Linked DNA regions of Mus musculus: region 1 is linked to region 2. A link is a contact called in public Hi-C data. All regions are on one chromosome and are shown on one strand. The core of a region is the stretch at or near the end of the contact, and the rest is flanking DNA. Distances in the headings are between cores, read along the strand shown.

The links. Hi-C and Micro-C count contacts between places; a contact is called where the count stands out from the background.
Region 1: a Hi-C map of bone marrow-derived macrophages shows a contact between it and region 2, with 37 read pairs. The contact joins two enhancer-like sites. A contact is called at or near these places in 13 of 39 promoter capture datasets (the 3T3-L1 cell line, 3T3-L1-derived adipocytes, the C10 cell line and 9 more), 4 of 484 Hi-C or Micro-C datasets (the G1E-ER4 cell line, bone marrow-derived macrophages, embryonic fibroblasts and 1 more), 2 of 115 datasets of contacts at active chromatin or transcription factors (intestinal villus epithelium and pancreatic cancer cells) and 2 of 9 other capture datasets (liver and macrophages).

What each region holds. Positions count from the first base shown.
Region 1 is chr2:14,267,515-14,271,547 of GRCm38.p6, reverse strand. It overlaps Mrc1 (mannose receptor, C type 1), which reads right to left. Exons shown (of 30, transcript NM_008625.2): 8 at 1,252-1,409; 9 at 174-284. Among named protein-coding and RNA genes, the nearest start is that of Mir511, 8.5 kb to the right of the region's middle. Within about 2 kb of position 2,162, at least 1 of the 459 cell types and tissues checked has an H3K27ac peak or open chromatin away from gene starts, as enhancers often do. A contact at or near this core is called in bone marrow-derived macrophages, where this site is marked.
Region 2 is chr2:14,184,178-14,187,969 of GRCm38.p6, reverse strand. The region is part of intron 1 of Tmem236 (transmembrane protein 236); the gene reads right to left. Among named protein-coding and RNA genes, the nearest start is that of Tmem236, 12 kb to the right of the region's middle. Within about 2 kb of position 2,384, at least 5 of the 459 cell types and tissues checked have an H3K27ac peak or open chromatin away from gene starts, as enhancers often do. A contact at or near this core is called in bone marrow-derived macrophages, where this site is marked.

The sequences.
Region 1 (4,033 bases), core at 913-3,412, 84 kb before region 2:
AGACTGCCCCATGAAAACTTCAAGAAGGGTAGAGTTATCAGACACAGTAAACCACTGAATATTTACACACTTGAAACACTGTCCTTTGGTAATAATGAAGTGCTGTCTCATACCAAGCAAAGCCCACTGTATCACATGGCTATCTTCAGTCACTGCGGATGATCTGTACTCACTTTCCGGCAGCCTTTGTCTGCACCCTCCGGTACTACAGCATGGCTTTGTGATACCATCTTACAGATGTAACCTAGTGGTTGCTCACAGGCTCTGTCCGCCCAGTATCCATCCTACAGAGCAAAAAGAAAAATAAGTGATTATCTGTATTCAGACCTAGGTTCATTTGTTTCTTTCCAGTGCTGAGCCCAGGGCCTCATGCATGCTAGCTAGGGGAAGCTAGCATCTACAAACAAATGGTAAATTCATATCTTACATGTTAGCAGTATATTTGGCTCTAACTGTTCATGTGTAAAGAGATTATAGGACTAATGTGATTCTTTATCCTGAATATTCAAACCCAGGATGTGTAGTTGGTTGGCCTCATGCTGTTTGTACTCTAATGTTAATTCTGCTTCTCAAGAGGGGTTGCCCTCCACCCCCCTGATAATCAGACCATCACATACTCAGGTGATGTCACGTGAACCTTCTCGCCGTGTTAACTGGTCAATAAAAGGCTAGAACTGGTGAATGGGCAGTGGAGAAGAAAGGTGAAAGTGGAAGTTCAAGAATAGGGGACAGGTAGAAGGAGAGGGGGAAGGTGAGAGGAGAAGAGGGGATGGAAAAAGAGGAGAAGCCACAATGGACCAGAACTGTGAGGCCAGGAGCAACCAGTAGAAGGTACAAAGCTCTGACTTGCTAAACCAAGTCATATATATGCATACATACATATTTGCATACATACATATATAAATATATACATAAATATGTTCAAAATCTGCTTATACACAGATACAACATGTGCATATACATAATATATACACTGTCACATACATATATACATATATATAATTTCAGAATTCAGCAGACAGTATTATTAGTTTTTACTTAATGCTACCTTTTAGCCAAACTTTTATATCATTTATCTATCTTATGGTCTTCTTGACTTTGCTAGGCCATACTGAGATACTCCAGAGACTGAATCTGAATTGTCATACAACTTAAATCTCTATTAACAACAGAAGCAATCACAACAGATAATAATTGAGGCAGAGAAAGAAGATCACAGCAGCATTGTCAGGCATCATCGGAGCGCCTCACCTTGCCTTTCATAACCACGCAGTCCTCCTGTCTGTTGTTCTCATGGCTTGGCTCTCCAGGAAGCCATTTAGTAAATGTCACTGGGGTTCCATCACTCCACTCAAAGTACATCTGAATCTTGATGTCATTTAAACCAATCCACAGCTCATCATTTGGCTCTACACGGGAAGAGAATCACCTAAGTAGTTTATGTACTGTCCTCTAAAAGTAATCAAATACAACAGGAGTACACTTTCCAAAGGCCAGCAGAATGTCTGAAAAGGGTCCTGGGCTTGCCCATTCAGCTCTGCTCCCTTGATCTCACAGAACTATCATAAAAGACAATCTATATGCAGTAAATATATACCAACTACATATTATGATGTCAGTTTTAGGTTATTCAATGATTTCTATTGCAAATGCGACTATACTTCTAGTATTATAATATTTCTGATATTATATTTTATGGGAGTTGTAAAAATGAAATGAGAAACCCCAGTCTTGTGAATCGATGTTATAGCTACAAATAATGAATATTTCTGGAACTGCATACAGTATCATTCATATATATATATATATATATATATATATATATATATATATATATATAAAATATATATTATATATTATATATATATGGTAGTCAAATACACAATGGAACAAATTTGTAGTGACTGAAGATCTCAGGTTTTGTGGCTATGAAGTAAACATTTTCAAATTTAAAAATTAAATGCTATACAATTCAGTATCTATTTAACTTTCTCAATTGGGAAAAGCATTGTAGCTTTTGATTTCCATCTTTGACCAGTACAAGCCACTGACTTCAAACACTTATAAAGATGGCATTTGGTAGAAAATGCTAAGTGGCTGGTTTTCTTCCTCCTGAAAGCTGTCAATCAACTTCATTTTTGAAGAAGTCCTCAAGTGGACTTTTGCCAGCTCTAGCAGATGTTTCCAGCATCCTGAAGCACGGGGGATAGTTTCAGGATGGGTCCCTCTTCCTTTCACATGAGTTGGCAGATCAGGAGCTTTTGAGTAACAAACATAGGCTTCAAAGAGACCTTACATAACCTCAAGAACTTTAGGATAAAGACCAGTGTAAAATTACACAGGTATATATGAGTTTTCTGTGTATGTTTGCTTTAATTTATTTTTATTAGTTTCCAAAGAATTAGACTTTATTATTGCATTCCCATGTATACTTCTCTTACAAACCTGTTTTCCACTGTGTGCATGTGTGTTTCAAGTTGTTAAATCAATTTTTATAAACCAGTTAAACAGATTGTATGAACTGGAATTCATTCCTTCCATACTTGGGCTCCAAATTGTCTACTTTGTTCTTTATTTCCATAACTAATATTAGAGCTTCTATCTCACATAACTAAATTAATTTTGAAAAGTTTTTATTTAGAAGCAGTAATCTTAATTTTATATTTTACTTTTATTGAGATTATTTTGTTCTGTTAAATAAGGAAATACTGTTCTAAGATACTATAAATGTTTTTAGTAACTTTTCTTTTTTTAAGATTTCTTTTCTTTTATGTGAGTTTTTTTCTTCATGTACGTCTCTGTACCAGGGGTGTGGGGTACCCACTATGATCAGAAGAGGGCATCAGATCTTCTGGAACTGGTATTACAAATGGTGACGAGCTGCCATCTGGGTGCTGTGAACCAAACTCAGGTTCTCAGCAAAAGTAACAACTGCTCTTAACAGCTGAGTCATCTCTTCAGGCCCTATAACTCCTTTTTTCCCAATGGAAAGCTCTCTAGTTCATTCATTTGTTCTTAGGCTGAACTGAAATGAAACCTTGGTCATCCAACTTCCACAAATAATTACAGTAATAAAATACATGGCTCTGCTGAGGAGATATCATGTCACAGAGTAGAACAGACAGCCCTCTGCCATCTTAACTAACCTGCTTCTAACACTGGTGCATGCCAAGCTTCCCAACAGGTCATGATAAGTTTGAGTGACTTTACTTAGATCCTCCCATTGAGATTACAATTCCATCAACTAATCTGAGTGTCCCAGGGTAGGTGAGCACAGAAAAATTAAGTTGTTCACGTGCTAAAATGTTCACGTGCTATTTTCGTCTCTCTCTCTCTCTCTCTATCTCTCTCTCTCTCTCTCTCTCTCTCTCTCTCTCTCTGTGTGTGTGTGCGTGTGTTTGTGTGTGTGTGTGTGTGTGTATGTGAGTATGGACATGTATGCCCAGGAGACAACCTCAAACGTCCAGGTTCCAACAACTAACTTGCAAAGCCCACCAGGCTGATCAGTCAATAAACATCAGGGACTGGCATGTCTCCATCTCCCCACTGCCAGGGTTACAAGAGAGCCACCAAACCCAGGGTTTACTTATTTACTTTTAGGAAGCAAACAAGCATTTAAATAATAATAATATTTAAAAAAAAACAAAATAAGCAAACAAACAGAAGAAAAAAGAGCCAAAGAAAACATAAAAGCAGCACCCAGTTGTATGTTCATTCTGGGAGTCCTCCTCATTCTACAATTTATGGTGATGCATCTCTCACATCTCGAGGCTGCAGAGCCTCCAGACCACATTTGGTCACATCCTCAGAGGCAAATGGTTTCTACTGGACCCTCGTACTAGGAACAATGGTGTCTGCAAGCTTTTCACATTTTTCTCTGCTCCTCCTGTCTTTTTTTCCTTCATGCATTTGTTAAATGCCTTGTCTTCCCCTGCACCCTGGTAAAGGTTCAGGTAGTATGTATCAGGAAGTGAGGCCATCCATCTCCTCTTCTTTTGCTGGGTGGAACTGGGAGGAGCTGCAGCTGCTCAGC
Region 2 (3,792 bases), core at 1,135-3,634:
GAAATGTAGATGGTACAGGAGATTCTGGGCAGAGCTCAAAGAAAATATCTATGGTCTCAGAAAACAAACATGCTTTAGTGAACAGAAAGGTGCTAGAAGTTTGACTGGCAAGGTACTTCTGGTGTGTGAGGTAGAAACAAGGAGGATTTTATTGGGATCTGGAAGGAAGGAGGCACCTTTTGTAAGATGGCAGGTACCTTGGTGCAAGGAAAACAAAACTTACATATCAGTTACTTTTTCTTCACTGTGACAAATCACCTGTCAGAAGCCAGTCGAGACAGGAAGGTTTATTTTGGCTCACAGTTTCAAAACATCAGGATGCAGAAAGCAGGCAACAGCTCCCAGTAGGAAAAAAAAAAAAGGGTGGTAGATATTCTTCACATGGCAGTGGACAAGACACAGAGAGTTGAACCTGGGGAACATATGCTCTTCATTCTCAACCTCTAGTCATCTATTTACAGTAGCCAGATCTCCATCTTCTATGATCTTCACAGCAGGGAACCAAGGGCTAAAAGCATGAGCCTGTGGGAACCTTCCTGGTCCAAACAACAACTTGCAAGCAATGAATCACATACAGCAGCACTGAGGCCTGTATTCTCTTCGTTATTTGTGGTAAAAATTAACTATAAGGAGCAATACATTTTTTAAAATGTGTGGCAGAAAAGACACCAGAAGGTTAATGTTTAGAAAACTTCTGCCCCATCCATATTGAGAGGGGGAGGAGTGGCAAAAATATGTTCAGAAGAGAAGATGGAGATCGAGGCTTGTAACTTCAACCACATCAGCAGAATGACTTGAGTGGAAGATGAGAGACAAGGGCTAAGATGAAATAAGGCTGTTCTACTTCTGGGCCTCTAGGGAGGAAGTGAGCTGATAGAAGTATTTAGCTACAAACATGTTATTCCAAAATAGGGAAGAGTGGCTCTAGCTGGTTCAGAGGCTGTACAAGCTCAAGTTTCCTCTATGAATTCAGAGAGCAGAGGCTACCAACCATGAGCCAGCATCCCGGTGGTCCTGGAAGGTGGGTCCAGAGAACAGTGCATCCAGCCACAGAAAATCATCCTTAAGCCTTCACAGCGAATGGAATTTTCTGACCTCAGTTGGATCGTTCTCAGAAACCTCGGCTTTTCCTTTCCTGTTCACTGTTTATCTCTCAAAGAATCGGTGATGCCTGTTTCGTCCCACCGTTGTATTTTGAAGGCAACATACTTTTTAAAAGATCTGTAATTTTTTACGAACATGCTCGTGTGTGTGTGTGTGTGTGTGTGTGTGTGTGTGTGTGTGTGTATGCGTGTGCGTGTGCGTGTGCGTGTGCGTGCGTGTGTGTGTGTGTGTCTGAAAAAGCCGGAAGAGGTCATCAGATCTCCTACAGCTAGATGCTTAAAAATGAACTTGCATTTTCTGCAAGAGCAGCAAGCATTCTTAGTCCTTCTCTTTAGGTGCTACAATCTACTTTTTGTCTGGTTTCACAGGGTCACTGATAGAGAGGAATTTTGACTCAGGACAAGTTCTTTCCCAAGTCTTCCCTATAAAATGGAGATTTGGGGTACTTTGGAATGATGTTTAGATGAGCTTTGAACACAGAACTGATACTGAAATGAATAAGACTTTTTTTTAAAGAGGGCAGGGTAAGTGTACTCTCTGCAACAAACAAATGTGAAGTTTGAGGGTTCTAAGGGTGGTATGCTGTGGAGTAAGTTTGTGTTCCAGTTATGGTCGAGTCTCTATTTCTAGTTCCTCAGAATAGAAACAATAAAAATTTGAAAGTACTTTATTAAAGTAAAGTAATTAAGTTAAAATAGGATATCAGGATAGATTTTAAATTAATATGATAGGAAGATTTCTGGAAGCAGAGATGAACAAAGGGAATACCTGGAAAGGAATGACAGGAATGTCATGTGATCATGGAACTCAAGACCAAGATGGCTGACATACTTCCCGATAGGCATGGAGCACACTCACCCTTAGGTCTCTTCAGAAGGAAGCAACATGGCTAATTCTTTGACTTCTGACTCCTAAGTGTCTAAGATTTTGAGATAACAGTTTTGTTTTGTCACCAAGTTTATACACTTTGTTCTAGCAAGTTTCAAATGCTGCAGCATAACACTAGAAGATAAAAATTTCAGCTAGAATATTAGCAGCATCTTTGAAAGTGTGCTTACATTTAAACTAACCAGATGCCACTATATACATACTGCACAGAGGAAAAGAAGACCTGTGGCATGGTGGCACATGACAATTGCAAAAGCACAAGCCTCGTGACTTCAACACCCATGGTTATTGAAAGCACAATGAAAAGACTCTCCCAAGAGTTGAGCCCAGGATAAGAAGACCAACCTCAAGCACAATGGGTTAAAACTTCCTGTTTGTACAGCAAGTTTGGCCTTGAGATTACTCATGGAGGAAGCTTGGTGGGTGGGGAGCTCAGATAATTTACTTGGGAAATGACTCTCTGCTAAGAAACCTGTAAGATTCTCCTTTCCCTAAGTCATTAAGTCAAAGTTTCCTGCCATACGGCTCCCATGAATCTGTTAACTCCCTCAAACAAGAACACTCCTGTACTATCATCTAAGTTGCTACTGAGTGCTGAGCACTTCAGAGAACAGGTGCTTCTATCACCCAGACCCTACAAAAGCCTCTCACTGATATTGAAGCTGATGAGGAAGCTTGAATTCCAGGTCCTCCACTGGGATGTAAAAATTGAGCTCTAATCCAGGATGTTCTGACTACAAATCCCATGTTCCCAATGGCTATGATGCTACACAGCTCTTTCTTTTCTGATGGCTCCTTTAGAAACACATTGGTCTTTGCCCTCTTCTTAAAACATATCTGCTTCTTCCCCAGTCAGCTCATTATCCATCCTCATCCATGGAGATATCATCTACCCTCTTCTTTTCAAGCTCAGCTCAAATTAAGTCTACACTGTGAGCTTTTCTCTACTCTGAAACCTGTGGCCACACATACCTAAGGTTGAAAACCTGCTTCATTCAAGGCACCATGGTGAAGTGATGGAGGGATACAGGTTGGGGCAGAAAAGAATAATTTTTAAAGTAGATGAGGGAATGTTGTATGAGGAGCCACATCAAAAGCCAGACAGTGCAGTGTGTTCAGCAGAAACAAACAAACAAAAAAAAAAGGAATATCACATCCCTGCTAGCCACAATAGCTAGATCCTTGTTCAATGAGAGATGCTCTCAAAAAGTAAAATAAAATTGGACAACAACAAAGGAAGACACCTGATATCAACCTCCAGGCTTCACACATGCATACACACATAGGTGCACACACAAGAATGCATGTACACACATGCATACTGACACATAGACATGCATACAGACATACTTTCATACAGACATACAATAAAAAACTCTCCCTTACTGTCAATATGACATCAATATTTTCCATGCATAATTGTGTAATTTCTACAGTAGACCACAATCTTTAAGGAAGTGCCTACTGTGGTGAAAGATTTCCCTATAATTGTTTTTGAATAAAATCAACTAAATGAAGAATTTGTATAATGAGATAGTTTGGAAAGGAATATCAGTGTTAGAGTGTAGACAATCTTATATGCCAGGGATATGGTGGTGAGTATCCCTGGTGGTAGTTTTTGGGACAATCCTTTCAGATAGTGAATGGCTAATATGTAAATGTTTAGTTAGAAGAGGATTGTATTATTAAGAAATTGGGAATTGCAAAGAAATCAAATAGATAAAGTTATAGCTATTTATACAAGCCCTTATTTTTCTTAAATCATTAGAGTGTATTGGTAGATTATTGTGAACCTGAAGA